Linked DNA regions of Mus musculus: region 2 is linked to region 1. The links are chromatin contacts, called in public Hi-C maps. All regions are on one chromosome and are shown on one strand. Each heading gives the region's core, a stretch centred on a gene start, on an enhancer-like site or on the middle of the called end of the contact. The rest is flanking DNA. Distances are from core to core; before and after follow the strand shown.

Region 1 (6,476 bases), core at 1,528-4,027:
CTGAAATCAAGTAGGATGGGTTAGAAATTTTGTCAAGAAATTTGTAGACGTTGCCAAATAGAAAGGATATTGAAAACCACAGAAGAGATTTTTTTTTCCCAGATCATCTGAACAATGTCAGAGATGTTCATTCATCTGCCCACTGAGCTGTACCAAAGTGGATCTCTTTGTAATTCCTTCTTTTCTTAAAAAAAGAAAAAAGTCTCATTACAGAGTCTAGGCTGGCCACTAACTCAGAGAAGTCCTCTTGCCTCGCCTCAAAAGTGCCGGGATTACAGTCATGTGTAGCCATGTCCAGCCAGAATGTATTCTTGTGGGTTTTCCCTACAACAACTACTAAAGAATGGTGTCAGCACTTGAGGTATGGACAGAGGCAGGGCTTCCCTCTGCTTTGGAGGGTACTATGGTAGCAGGACATGATTTGTAATTTCTGTGTCTGCCTATCTCCATGTTTAAGGTGTAGTTGGATGAGAAACTGGGTGTAGATTCTCTTTGCTCTTGGAGACAGAATCGGTGGCACCTCCTAGGCCTGGCAATCACAACGTTGCTTAACGTGGGCAAAGAAAGGAGGCACTCCTCGGCCTTCTTGAGTTGCTTCTGTGAGTTTTCATTTCTTCATCTTCAGCTTTTTATTTATGAATCCCTATGGATAATGGAAATGGAGAGGGTTTAAGTGAAGCCCTCCAATAAATATGGGATGACTCTGATAATGCCTTCGTAAATTTGAGTAGAAAAAATTTAACCTCCCACAGAGAAGCTTTTGAATCTACGATTCTTTAGGGTTATAAGATGGTAACTTCTGCTGTATGTTAGGAAAGACAGGTTACTGCACATAGCTTTTCCTTCTCTTTTCTTGACGATAAATGTAAGAGTGCTTTATTTTATTTTATTATTATTGTTTTTAATACTAGTGAGCTGGTTGTGGTGCCTTATCCTTGAACATCAGCACTTGGGGAGCTGAGGCAGGAGAATCACCCTGAATTTGAGGCCAGCCTTAGACTAACCTGTACTTGCAGTTACAGTGAGATCAAAAGAAATATTCATTAATTGCTATTGCTATAGCAACACAAATTACTCTGTGCATTGCCTTGAGCAATCCACATAAAACAGTAATAAGTCATAATAAATCATCAATAAATATATACTTCATGAGCTAACAAAATAGTATACAACATGAAAATCATCTAATTACACATCCACTTACATGGTAATGACTTTTGTTATTGTTTTGAGACAGAGTCTCACTGTTTACTTCAGTTTGTCCTTGAACCCACAGTTCTCCTGGTTTAGCTTCTGAATGCTGGAATAACAAGCTGGTACCATGCCACCTAGCTAAAAATATTGTTTTGAACCAAACTTCATCAAGAAAGGACATTGTATTAGTCAATTGTATTTGCTAGTGCACATTGTATCTAATTAAGGGTACCTATTATGTATATATAATTTTAAAGTGATGGCCATTAATTAGCCTTGGATATCATCATAGCATAATGTTCTTTGCTGTTAAACTAAAGCAATTGACTGAGGAGTGAGATTTACAGCTTCATACTAGTACCCTTTATAAAAATTATCATTTTTTTTCTCTAATTGGTTGACCAAAATCCTTTGAATTTTCCTGGTCTTACTGGGACCTCCAAGGGATTGGAAAGACAAAGTGCACCAATTTCATGGGATCAAAAAAGAGGAAAAGTTGTGGCACATGTGGTATTAAATTTAAAGAAGGAAGAAAAAGAAGGCTTAGAACTGAACATCAGTTCATCGTGCGTGGGGGCAGAGTTCATGAAGCCCCTCCCTCCCTGAATGACTGTTTACAGTTAATGGTTATTGGGAGGGGGGCTTCAAATTCTTTCATGTTGTAGCCACTGATAAGTTACTTTTGTTCCAGTAAATAACCGCCGCCCCTCTAAAGCATGAAACTTTAATTAAACTCACTGGGTCACATACACAAAACAAGTCGTGAAAGTAAAAGAGGACTTGTTTGGTTTTTCCAGCAGGGGAGTGAGGGGGTGTGGAGGGAGACAGCGGGTGGGGGGAGAATGGCTAGAGTTCACTGTGTAAATGAATGAAATTGTCAACGGTAAGACAAGCTTACGACGATACCGACCTATGGTCTGTATATATCACACAAAATCTAGGGCATTGAACCTTCATGATCTTTAGGCTGAATTATTTGACTTTACGTCAAAAGGTTTCATTTTTGCCCAGGTTGTCTTGCTGCCGACCTTATCTGGGTAATGGATAAAATTATGAGCTTTTATGGGTAGATGAAATCCATCGGGTGAGAGAGTCGTGATAAAGTGGACCATTAAATTAGAAATATAAGTTCCAACTTAAAACACACGAAAGCGCACGCAGCCTTCCGAGGTTTATGCTTTGGCAGAGAAACCTGGCTGTAATCTGTTTTCAAATAAATAGATTGTGGACAGCTGTCCTGATATGCCTGGCAAAATGACGATTTAATGCTGATTAGGAGAGAAGGCCTTTGAAGTGAGTGAAGCAGCAGCCCCTACGATGTCTTTAGTGATCATTATCAGTCTCTCCCTGAAGGATGACTTGGTGCCAAAAGCTCTTTGCTGCAAGCTGGTTAAGGTGGATTCGGGAACTGAGGCTTTGTAAGCCTGAAAAGGCCTTCTCATTCACAGGCCTCTGGTGTCTGATCCCTTTAGGACGGTGAATGCCTGAGAATAAACAGATGCCGCCCCTTTCAGGGAAGGGCAAGATCCGCATCGTAGCATTATTTATTCATCATGGGAACGGCAAGCGAACACGTACTCTGCAGAAAAATCAAATCAGTGTTCATTTTGTGGAGCAGCTGCCTTTGGCAGAGAGGACGCATTGAGTTCTAACTTTGGTAACTGAGCAATTATAGACGTTATTAGTTAGGGATGCAAATGAGTGGCTGAACTTTCTTCCAAGTTGTTGTATTTTCCCGTGTAATGCTGACATCAAAACCAGCCTAACACTGAAAAAAAAATGGATTTCTAAAGGGTTGGAGGGGTTCTAGGCTTGTCCACACAGGCTCGATAATAGTATTTTATGCACCAGTTAACCTTGGGGACTAAATCTGCATTTCTTCATGTTGAAGGGTTAAATAGATTTACCTCAAGTCATTGTCTCTGACTGCCACACATAGATTGTTATTTGATCACAAACAGAGGATCAGATAGCATTGAATATATAAGATTTTAGGTGCTAATAAAATTAATGCATTTAGAGCAGGATATCTTCAGACAATGGGAAACATATGTAACTTGCACATATATTACCTGATTTTTGAAATAGTCAATATTACATAGAATTTCGATTACATTACTCCTCCTGCCCATAGTGGTAGAGACTGAACTATAGCACAAATGTTCCACCCCACCTTCCCACCCCATGGAAACCTTTCATAACTACTTGCTTTGTAACCAAAGTTCCTACAGTTGTAAGTTCTGGGACAACAATGGGTATTAACTCAGAAGTGCAAAACGAGGACAGAAAGATGCATTCCTTGTAAATGGCTAAAAGGAGTAAGAAAGTACATGTCACACCCTTTGAATAGGGCACAGCGAGTGTATGAGTGTATGGACTGAATGTAGCTTTATGAGCTGATAAATCAGCGCAGTGATTATCTTGATCTACCTATGCACCCATCATTTTAACTACCTTTTATTCTTCCCATGTTTTAATGTAGTAAAAGTATACTTTGGGAGACCTGCTACTGTATTTAACAATGCTTCCTAACAATGCTTGTTAATTCATGCTGATGTGCTGTGTAGCACGCTAGTGTGGATTTTGATAATGTGATACTGGCTTTTGAACTTTAAAGCAAGGGTTTCCTCCCTAACTTCATGTTTAAAAATATAATCAAAGCTTGAAAGTTTTTTAAAATTATTTTATCCATACATTCTCATTATTTGAAGTTCACAGGAATGCATAAAAACGTAAAAACAAACAAATAAACATTATTGTATGAAGCTGAAATTACAGCAAAAATAAACCTGCCAAGCCAGGATGTGAGAGAGCAGCTCCAGGCTTCCTGTCTTCCCGCGGTCATCCATTGCCACAGCAAGCCGTCTTCTCCAGCTTCCAATAATAACCCCTCACTAAATTTCTTGAAGTTGTTGGTTCCTTTGGTTCAGTCTCTGGCCTGGTGCATAAATCTCTCCAAGAGACACGAAGCATTTTCAAAGACTTTACTTTTCCCATGGTTTATTCCTTGTTCACAACAACTCACTAAGCTCTGCTCTTCCATCTGCAACATTTTTTGGTCCCCTCTCTGAAGCGTCTATGTCTACCTTTCACCTTCACTTTGAGATTAAGCTGAAAGCTTATCTGTATGTAAAATTCCCGTTAAAATGCCCAAATGGTATACATTCTAGAGCCGGCTACAAGATGTGCTTAACTCACAGAATGTAAAGAATTTAGTTTGTACAAATGGAAACATTTGCAATGGTTACACAAATTAAGATATCAGAGCATCCGCAGTCCTTGTGTAGCAAGAAAAGAAAGGCTAAGAATTTAATGTGTGCCTGAACCAGCAAATGCTTGTGATGGTGTTTGGGCATATTTTAGGATTGCTGTCAGTGATATCAACATTATGTGTGATTTCTGTCTTTCTGCAGGATACACTTCTTGTATCTTCATCTATAATATACTATGTATAAGCTCATCTTATTTCTCAGTTTTAATATTCCCATTAAAATTAGTCTTAAAAATTGATTTACGTGGAAGCTATTATTATGCTTCCCTACGTTTATTTTTTTAATCGTGCTGAATAAATGGCAAACTATTGTTTATAAAAATCTCACATACACAATATGGAATCAAGGGCTATGACTCCAGTATACTTAATCTACAGATGTATTTTGGATGATGATTCAGACCTTCCTGAAAAAGAATCTAGATATAAAGGATAATGATTTTTTTAATTGGCCAGTGGTTTATAAAAGTGCTCAGCAATACAAATTCCACATGTGCTTCAAGTGCAGACATATAAAACCAGTGTGACAAGGAAGGATCATTAAGCAATCTGATTTTCTTGTTGGGAGAGTTTAATGCTGTTGGGTATAGTATTAAAATGTAGAATTTGATAGCATGTCTTAAACTTTTAATGATGTGTTCATGAATATAAAACATGCGTCTCCTAGTGACTTTATGACTTCTCCTCTGCATAATTAGTAGTATCTGTTTTATGGGCTTACTGTTGTTTCCTTGATCCCATGAAAATGTGAAACCACTGTAATGATTTACACCATTCCAGGGCTTTAAAGATATGAGCTGTTCCTTAAAATAAATAACAAAAAAAATTTCCACAAGTGTAAGTCTAGAATTGAAGTCTTAATGTCTGGGGCTTAAAAACAAACAGGATGTTTAAATAAATATATTTTCAATATTTTGTTTCGATAGATTTGACTTTTCATAAATAGAAATGTGACTTATATTAGTCTTTTATTATTCACATAAAGCTCCTCTCATTATACACAAGTGTTCATTCCTTGCAGTTGGAACATGTGGGGAAACTCTTTTGAGAAATGACTATTTGGATCATGTATAATCGTAAGATTATGAATTTAAGTAATAAAGAGATACTCATTATTAAAGATTAAAGTTCTACAAAAGCCAGGCAAACTGCATTAGTCATTTAAAAATTCTATTTTTAAATGCACAAGAGTGGCTCTGATTCAGGGAGTTTTAGATTTTAATTAATTTATTCCTTATGATATAATATAAATTGTTATATTGTCTTTAGACTAAAATAACCATGGCCTTTTTTGGGGTTATTTTCAGTATTTAGCATCCTGGAGTGTAACACTTTCATTGGTGGAAAGGATCTGAAACATGTTGATGCTTTTCTTCTAAGTTGGTGACTGGAAGAGAAGTTCTAGAAGTAAATATGCTAAACATTACACAGTCATATCAGCGTTTCCCCTGAAAAGGAAGATAGTGCATCAGTGTAATTTGCATATAATTATGGTTACACGTTCTGTGTCATTGCAACAGAGCTGTGTTTCAAGGGATACATGAGCCATAAGCCTTTCCATTCCAAATAAATGCTTTGGATTGTGCTCTTTAATTAGATCGATGTTTGAAAACTTAATTGGTCAATTATTTGATACTTTGTACAACCTACATAACAGTAAAAACCTTGTAATTTTGGTAACTAGCTATTCCTAAGATAATAGTATGGCGTTATTTAAGAAACAGGTTTTAAGTAGTGTACTTTCAAAAATTCACTAATGAAAACCAGTATTCTAATCCACAAGCTAAAATAATTAACACATTTGATTATTTATAGTGAGTCAGATAATTGGTGGGCTTCCACTACTTCCCCTAATATTTTTATAAATAATTAACCTTATTTTAGAATATCTTAAAATATTTTTATGCAATCACAGTTGTAAAAGAGTGGGAGGCAGAACAGATATTGAAAATATGATAGTTTTCATTTAAAGCTCATTTCCTCTAGAAAGCATAATTTACAAACTATTGAA
Region 2 (7,431 bases), core at 4,068-6,567, 610 kb after region 1:
GCCTTGTAAAAATCGAAGTTTGCCATTAATATTGACAATAAAAGTGTTTCTTTTTGTTAACCTGAAACCTAACCTATCCTGGCTCAAGTCCCTTGTCTCTAAGCAAAGACTGTAGAAGAATGCAGGAAAGGCTTGGAGTGAACTGTCAGAGGTTAAAAAAAAAAAAAAATCCATCTATGCCGTGCAGCAAATAAAGTCACGTTGGGGAGTCTTCCAAGGAGTACCCTCAACATGGCAGTTAGAACTGGGAAGGAAAGGGGCTCCAGTCACAAGTCAGTCCTTCAGTCCCACAAATGATGCCTCAGAAGCTCCACGTGTTAAGCAGCCATTTCATTCCTACTTATCCTCAATCCCAGACTGCATGGCATGCTTGCTTAAATCCACTGCTAGCTAGTTCCAAAGAGTATAAATACAAAATCATAGCCATGTTCTCGTCTGAATTCTAAATGACTTGTTTACAGCTTGGAAGAAATAATTCTCTTTATAATTAACTTTTATTTGTATTATTGCGGGGTTTTTTTAATTGCTTATTTTTAAGTTCTGTGAGTGAAAGCCAGGGTCTACCTCTCAAATGCACATCCAGCACTGAAATATTTCTGTGTGTGCAATTCTTTGTGTATGTTTTATAAATCCTGTGGGATGTATTGTCTTATAACATTTTATTCTAAACTCAGGATTCTACTGCAAAGTGGCAAAGATCAGATCTATCATACTTCTTGAGACAAGTATAATAACATATATTATGTTTAATGGTATTATATATAGTATTATCCTTTGCAATGCCAGTTCACAGGACATTTTATGCTGCCTTTAGTCTGAATGAGTATTTTTAATTTACGGATACCTGTCACAGTACCAAATCCTTCTTCATCAATGAGAACTCTCCACATATTTTCCCGTTAATGCAAGAATGCAATCATGGGTTATTGAAGAAAATAGAATACCAACTGCTGGTCATAATGGATAGTAGGATTTTCCATAAAGAATCTAAGGACAAACTAGTGCTTCATTCTTCCATAAGTCTCAGGTTCAGTGACAGGGTTAAATAAAATATAAACCACAACACTTCTGGGGAGTAAAATTGGGGAAAGCAAAAGAGGGAGCAGAAAAATAGGAAAAAAATGTACAGGGACATAGGAAACCTTGACTTTGCTATTTCCTAGGCACAACTGGACTGAAGGGTTCATTTTTTTTTATCATCCTCTCCACAGCCATCCCTGCCTTTGAACCAGCCCCCCCCCCCCGCCTCCTCTGTCTGCACAGATCTGTTTTGAATGGAGAACCTGTGGCAGGGGGGTTTACTCCCCAAATGCCCCACCCTTCCCCCAAATCCAAGAAGAAATTCCTCAGAAGAAAAGAAAGCCACATAAGAGTCAAGGGCACCTTCTCCTGCCCTTCATTTTTTGAATGGGACATAAAAGTTCAATCGACCAGATTCCCTACTTTACAGCTGTCTACTTTGAAACAATTTTGTCATGTCTGTACACAAATACCCAAAAAGAAAAAGGAAAAAAAGGGCTCTCTCAGAGGGAAGCTTTGGCTGCCACTCAGCCCATAGGCCTTGTTCTGGATGTCCTAAAACATGGTGGGACTAAGTGGCTAACATGAAAAGTGACATAGTGCCTTCCCAGGAGGGAAAAGGCCTGCAGGGGATCCTGAGTGTGGCAGAAACAGTGTCTTTGGAGCAGGTGAGGCTGAGGTTTACATCTTCAGTAACAGATTCATTTTCCTGTCACCTTCTGGGTTTGGAATTCCTTTGGGGTTCTTAGCATGTTCTGGAGTTCACTTTGTTACAGGTATTTTGAGGAGTCTTCCCAATCAGTTTACTACCTCAGTTCAGGAAGGAAGGTAATAGGGGGACTTGAAAGATGATGAAGGGAATTGAGTCATAATTCCTGTAAATATAAAATGTGTGTTTATGGCCTTCTGGCCTGGTTCTTTTCAGATCCAGTTTATTTGGAGTACTCATGAGCAAAACACGAGATACAAAATTGCCCTTGCCTTTGAAATAATAAATATTTGGAAAAGATCTGTATTTCCCCTTAAAAAGAGACTGAAGTTTAAAAAAATATTTAGTTTAAAACAGAGCTTAAAAGTCATATCTCACATAGGGCAAAAAATGTTTGCAACGGGTTCCCCAGCCTTTTTCTTGCCCTTTGAGTCTTTTGAGAAAGTGGTAGTAAGAGAAAAGAGACAAATAACATGGACACAAAGTAAATGTTTGAAACTAGCCTTGCCCCTTCAGCTGAGCTTGTGATGTACAGAGCTGTAGATACACCATCAGCCTCAAAGAGGATTATGGACACAGAATCTCCAACACTCCCCTAAACCTGGGCTGCCTTCCTGTGATGATGTGCAGACCCAGGGCCACTCGGCCCTTAGCCTCCCGGGGGAGAGATAATCCTCTATGGTATTCCTCCCTAGGCACCCAGAATGGCCCACAACCAGCGTCATCACAGATCTATGGTGCTTGAGAATTCTAAATGTGTATCTTAAAGAGCAGCTCACCAGAGGGCCTGCTTGTACAGCCCAAGAGTGAGGGAGCAGGCTGACATCTAAGTTAGAAACTATACAACCACATTCTTCCACCTTCTTCCTGATCACCAAATGCCAACTTCCCTGTCACATCACCCTGTTAGTTCCCTCATAATCACCCCCTGGGGTGGGACAGACTTTCTAAACTAGGGACTAATTTAAAATAGCATCTTAGATTCAGAGTTTGCCAAAGCAGCAAGTTTACCTGGCAGTCCGAAATTACGGAAGTAAAATGTGTCAAAAGATGCTAAAAAGAAAAAAAATGAACAATTGCAGTAAGTATAACTCAGAGCCAGCCAACTACTCATGGTAGATACCACCAAAATTTACCCACTGGTCCCCTCTCTCCAGCCACCTACAGAACGCTATCCTACCACTCTAGTCTCTGGGTTTGAGTTCCTAAGATCCATGAAGCTTTAGACCCCTGGATTGTAGTAATTAACTGATAATGGTGCTGTCAGTGAGGAGTGATGGTCAGATTAGCATTTTTTACAGCCCCTTTTCTGTCCCATGTTGTCCATTTCTTTTATCACTTGTGAGGATGCTATCTGGAGCTACGAATCCATACCCCTACTTTTTGTTGTTGTTGGTGGTGGTGGTGGTGGTGGTGGTTTCAATTTTAAAAGCAGGAAGCGGGTTGGGGGGAGGCTAAAAGTAGCACCTTCTGATCCCTAAATCCTGAGGCTGCAAGTGAACAGATAGCTTCTCTATCCCCAGCCCTATCTTTCTGTGGATTCTTCTTCTATCTCCCAACGCCCTGAAAGTCTATTTCCTGAGGCAGCCAAAAAACACCTTTCCTAAGTTTTTTATCTGTGATTGGACAGGACATAATCATCTTACCCAGTCTACCTGTTCCCGAGGCCTAAATGTTTTTATAAACAAGTTTTTTTTTAATGTATCAAATGTCAGAGGCTTTAACTACCAATATTTACTGATTCAGGGTACCCCTCCTGCTGAAAATGTAAACAGAATTCTCCACCACATTACCTCTACTTCTTTAAAACCACTCTCCTTGTACCCCAAGCTGCAGACCCACCGAAGCTGGAAAGCAGAGCCCTATGTAGGTCACTTTGTTCTGCCATCAAACTCAAGCCTCTGAGCTAACCAGCAAGACTAGGTCCAGCTACTCCCCATCCTGAATTTGCTCTGTCTTAGTTGACCCTCTGCTGGGGGCTGGCCTGGAAAACTGACCCCTTGCAAACAGAAGAAAGGCCACAACCTTTAAGTTCTCCCCCTCTCCCACCACCCAGCTCTAAAGTCTTTTTTTTTCCTCCGTGAGATTACCACAGGGCAGTTAGGTCTCAGCTCGGGTACCCTGGGAGCAAGAAGATGGGCTCTCCGATTCCTTCTGATGTGGCCTTCCAGACAGAATAACAGCCAGACAGACTCTAGGGACATGGGAAGGACTGTCCATGCAGGATTCTTAACTTGGGGTTCTCTTTAATGTCTGGGACCAGAGTGCTTCTGCCTCCAAAAAGCGATGCCAACGGTGGGAGTCACTTGTGTCCCCTCTGCTTGCCTCCTCAGGTCCAAGGCCAGCTATCGGTGTGATCAAATTTACAGCCTAAGGGCTTCTGTTGACACCCTATTACACAGGGACCTTCTTCGTGTGAGTGAAAAGAAGAGATCCTCATACAGGCCAGCCGGAGGGTGGTTTTGCCTCCTTCCACTGACCGCCCCTATCCCGCGCTGCTGGGGAATCTCCTAGGTGCCCCGAGGCCCGCTAACTTACAAGTGGAGATCCATTTTCCGTTCTAATGCGTTCAAGATCGCCAAGGCAAGCAGTCTAAACATCCACGAGCCTTCCTCCCTGCCTGTCTCTTAAACGTCCGTTTAATGGCTCCCCTCCGATAACTAAACCTGCTTTCCACAGATGCCCGCTTTTATGAGGGAGGCAGGAATGCAGAGATATATTTATATGTTTGTTCATAAAAACTAGAAAATAAGCTCCGAACACGCTGTAAAAACTATTCAGTTACTTACCAAACAGGCTAGTTAAGCAGGAGGAACACGGATATTCGCCACACCACAGATTCGAGAAATCGAGGTGCCCCACTTTGAAAATCTTCGCAATCTCTGTTAGGGTTGCTGCAAATGAGTGTGGGCACAAACTGAAGGTCTCATCCGCGTTCTCTGCAAGTTGTCATCCTAACTTGGGTCATCCACTTCAGTGCCTAAGCAAACAGGCCACTGCAACTTTGCCAAAGTGTGCCGGGTCAGAGGAGCGCTGGCGCTCTAGCCTGGTCAAAGAGACTCGGCTCACTCCCAATCGCACCTTAATGGGATTCCATACCGCCACCTCCAGACTCTTGTCGCCACCACCACCCACCCCAAATCCCCTCCCCAGCCCAGCACAAAACTATAGGAGACTGTCGGCTCAGTTTTCTGCCTCGGTTACCTACAAAACACTTGAAAAGGCATAATCTGCGTTCCTTTCTCTATTCACCCCACCCCTGTAATCAGAAAAGAAAGCGAAATAATACTGTACCTGGTTTAAGATTCTTCAGTATTGGGGGGAAATATTTTAATAGCGAAGCATCTGTTAAACACTTGCATTAACCTATGGCTGATAAAAGGGTTTTTTTTTTACCCTGCCCCCCCCCGTTTTAATTATCTTATGGTTATGAGTGGACAACCAATCCTAGAAGAGGACCTCGGCAATTAGCAACGTGAACATCAAAAAGTTTTATTGCGGAGAGCGCGAGGCGCCGCCCCCGCCGCCCCGGGATTGGCGTGAGGAGCCTCTGACGACATATATTAACCCGAGCGGCCCTAAAGATGTAGCTGTACATGGAGATCTTGCTGGGAAAATCGGCTTGCTCCCCTCACCGCGTCCAGCCCAAGAGAACCGCCGCCGCTGCCACCCAGGAGCTTCCGCGGCCACTGTCTGAGCACACCCCTCCGAGAGTCCATTCGCCGCTTCCCAGCTCCGAGGTGCCTTCAAGGGCCCAAGATTCTTGTCCGGAGAGGAGAGGATCTTAGAAAATGGATGCGCTGAGACCTCTCTGCAAAGCCTCCGAGAGAGCCTGAGGAGCGAGGACGGACACGTTCCTTACAGCTTTAAAAACAAATCACACTCAAGGACCAAAACAACAACCAAATAATTTTTATTAAAACAATAAGCGCCCAAGAACCCAGATCGAGCTGGTGGGGGAGGGGAAGGGGCAGGAAGGGGGAGGGTCGCACCGAGGTAGCTCCACGCTAAGCTGCGACCCCGCCGCCTCCCGGCACAGCCGGGCCGGCTCCTGCAGCCCCAGCTTGGACTCGCCCCGGATTCCAGGTCATCTTCGGAGTCAGGAGTCCCGTGGCCGGCGTCTGCGGGACTGCCTCGCGGGAGCCGGCCGGCACTTTTGCATGAGCACCGGAGCGCTCTGCCTGGTCGCTGCAGCGGGGAACGCGGGAGCCGGCGCGCGGGCTGTAGAGCTGGGCGGGCGGCGGCGGCCAGCAAGGGCGCACCGTGCCGGGACCAGCTCGCCGCGCCCCATGGGGAGCCGGCGGCCGCGGCACAGCTGAGGCGGGCCCGGCGGGCCAGGCGCGGGCCCCGGGCTGCAGCGGCCCCCTCTGCGGCTGCAGGGCCGGCCCGGGAGCCCGGGGGTTGGGGGGTGGGGGGTGGGGAAGGCCGCCGATCGCCGAGGTCGGAGCCCGATCGGAGGGCGCGGCGGGGCTGCGCGCACGCTGGGGCGCGTGGAGGGCCACGGAAGGCGAGATGAGTCTGGTGGGGGGCTTTCCCCACCACCCCGTGGTGCACCATGAGGGCTACCCATTCGCCGCAGCCGCCGCCGCCGCTGCCGCCGCCGCCGCCAGCCGCTGCAGCCACGAGGAGAACCCCTACTTCCACGGCTGGCTTATTGGCCACCCGGAGATGTCGCCCCCCGACTACAGTATGGCCCTGTCCTACAGCCCCGAGTACGCCAGCGGTGCCGCGGGCCTGGACCACTCCCATTATGGGGGAGTGCCGCCCGGCGCCGGGCCTCCCGGCCTGGGGGGGCCGCGCCCGGTGAAGCGCCGGGGCACCGCCAACCGCAAGGAGCGGCGCAGGACTCAGAGCATCAACAGCGCCTTCGCCGAGCTGCGCGAGTGCATCCCCAACGTGCCCGCCGACACCAAACTCTCCAAGATCAAGACACTGCGCCTGGCCACCAGCTACATCGCCTACCTCATGGATCTGCTGGCCAAGGACGACCAGAACGGAGAGGCGGAGGCCTTCAAGGCGGAGATCAAGAAGACCGACGTGAAAGAGGAGAAGAGGAAGAAAGAGCTGGTCAGTACTAAGGGATCGAGGCTGGTGAGGGACTCGGGGTTCTTGGGACCGCTGTTCTGGTCTTTCCATTCAGGCTGAGAAATTGTGTGCCACATTCTTTGCGTAGGGAGCCAGGTTGTGGAGTAGGGATGGTTTCCTCAAAAGCAAGACAGGAGGATGTCAGCAGCAGAATGTCTTCCTTCGAAGTTGCAAGCTCCTCTCTCCATTTAGGACCGACCTTCCAAAATGTAGGAGCTCACCAATCTCCCAGTCACACTGGCCAGGTCCCCTCATTCTGTGTTCATTAAAGCTATCTTTGACCGCCAACCCAACTTTTCTTCTAAATATTTCTAAAATAAGTTACCTAATGACCTCTCGGTTCCAGTGACTCCACTATTGGTCGCATCCCCCATTCCAAAACCGAGGCTGCCTCTGACTCTAAGAAAACGTTATGCTCCTTCACATTGCTAGGGCACGCGGGAGGTAACGGTAAACATTAAGTACCTTTAACTTCTAGCGTACAAGTACAGCTTTAGTTTCTCTTTGGCAATAATGTTAGAGCGTAAATTCTCCCCTAAGTAATTCGCGAGTGTTTCTAAGTTTATTTGAGTGAGTTTGTGCACTTGAAGAGTAAAAGTTATGCACATTGTGGTCAT

What was found. Hi-C and Micro-C count contacts between places; a contact is called where the count stands out from the background.
Region 2: a Hi-C map of the N1E-115 cell line shows a contact between it and region 1, with 6 times the contacts expected there. The contact joins the promoter of Hand2 here to the enhancer-like site in region 1. A contact is called at or near these places in 13 of 39 promoter capture datasets (the 3T3-L1 cell line, the C10 cell line, the SN4741 cell line and 9 more), 8 of 484 Hi-C or Micro-C datasets (the N1E-115 cell line, embryonic limb bud and uterus), 11 of 115 datasets of contacts at active chromatin or transcription factors (craniofacial prominence, embryonic basal ganglia, embryonic forebrain and 7 more) and 1 of 9 other capture datasets (embryonic stem cells).

What each region holds. Positions count from the first base shown.
Region 1 is chr8:56,704,509-56,710,984 of GRCm38.p6, forward strand. No RefSeq gene overlaps it. Among named protein-coding and RNA genes, the nearest start is that of Fbxo8, 160 kb to the left of the region's middle. Within about 2 kb of position 2,778, at least 18 of the 459 cell types and tissues checked have an H3K27ac peak or open chromatin away from gene starts, as enhancers often do. A contact at or near this core is called in the N1E-115 cell line, hippocampal neurons and uterus, where this site is marked.
Region 2 is chr8:57,315,666-57,323,096 of GRCm38.p6, forward strand. It overlaps Hand2 (heart and neural crest derivatives expressed 2), which reads left to right and starts at 5,318. Exons shown (of 2, transcript NM_010402.4): 1 at 5,318-6,796. The coding sequence starts at 6,242. Hand2os1 (Hand2, opposite strand 1) reads right to left here and starts at 5,194. Exons shown (of 6, transcript NR_154048.1): 1 at 5,024-5,194; 2 at 4,519-4,623.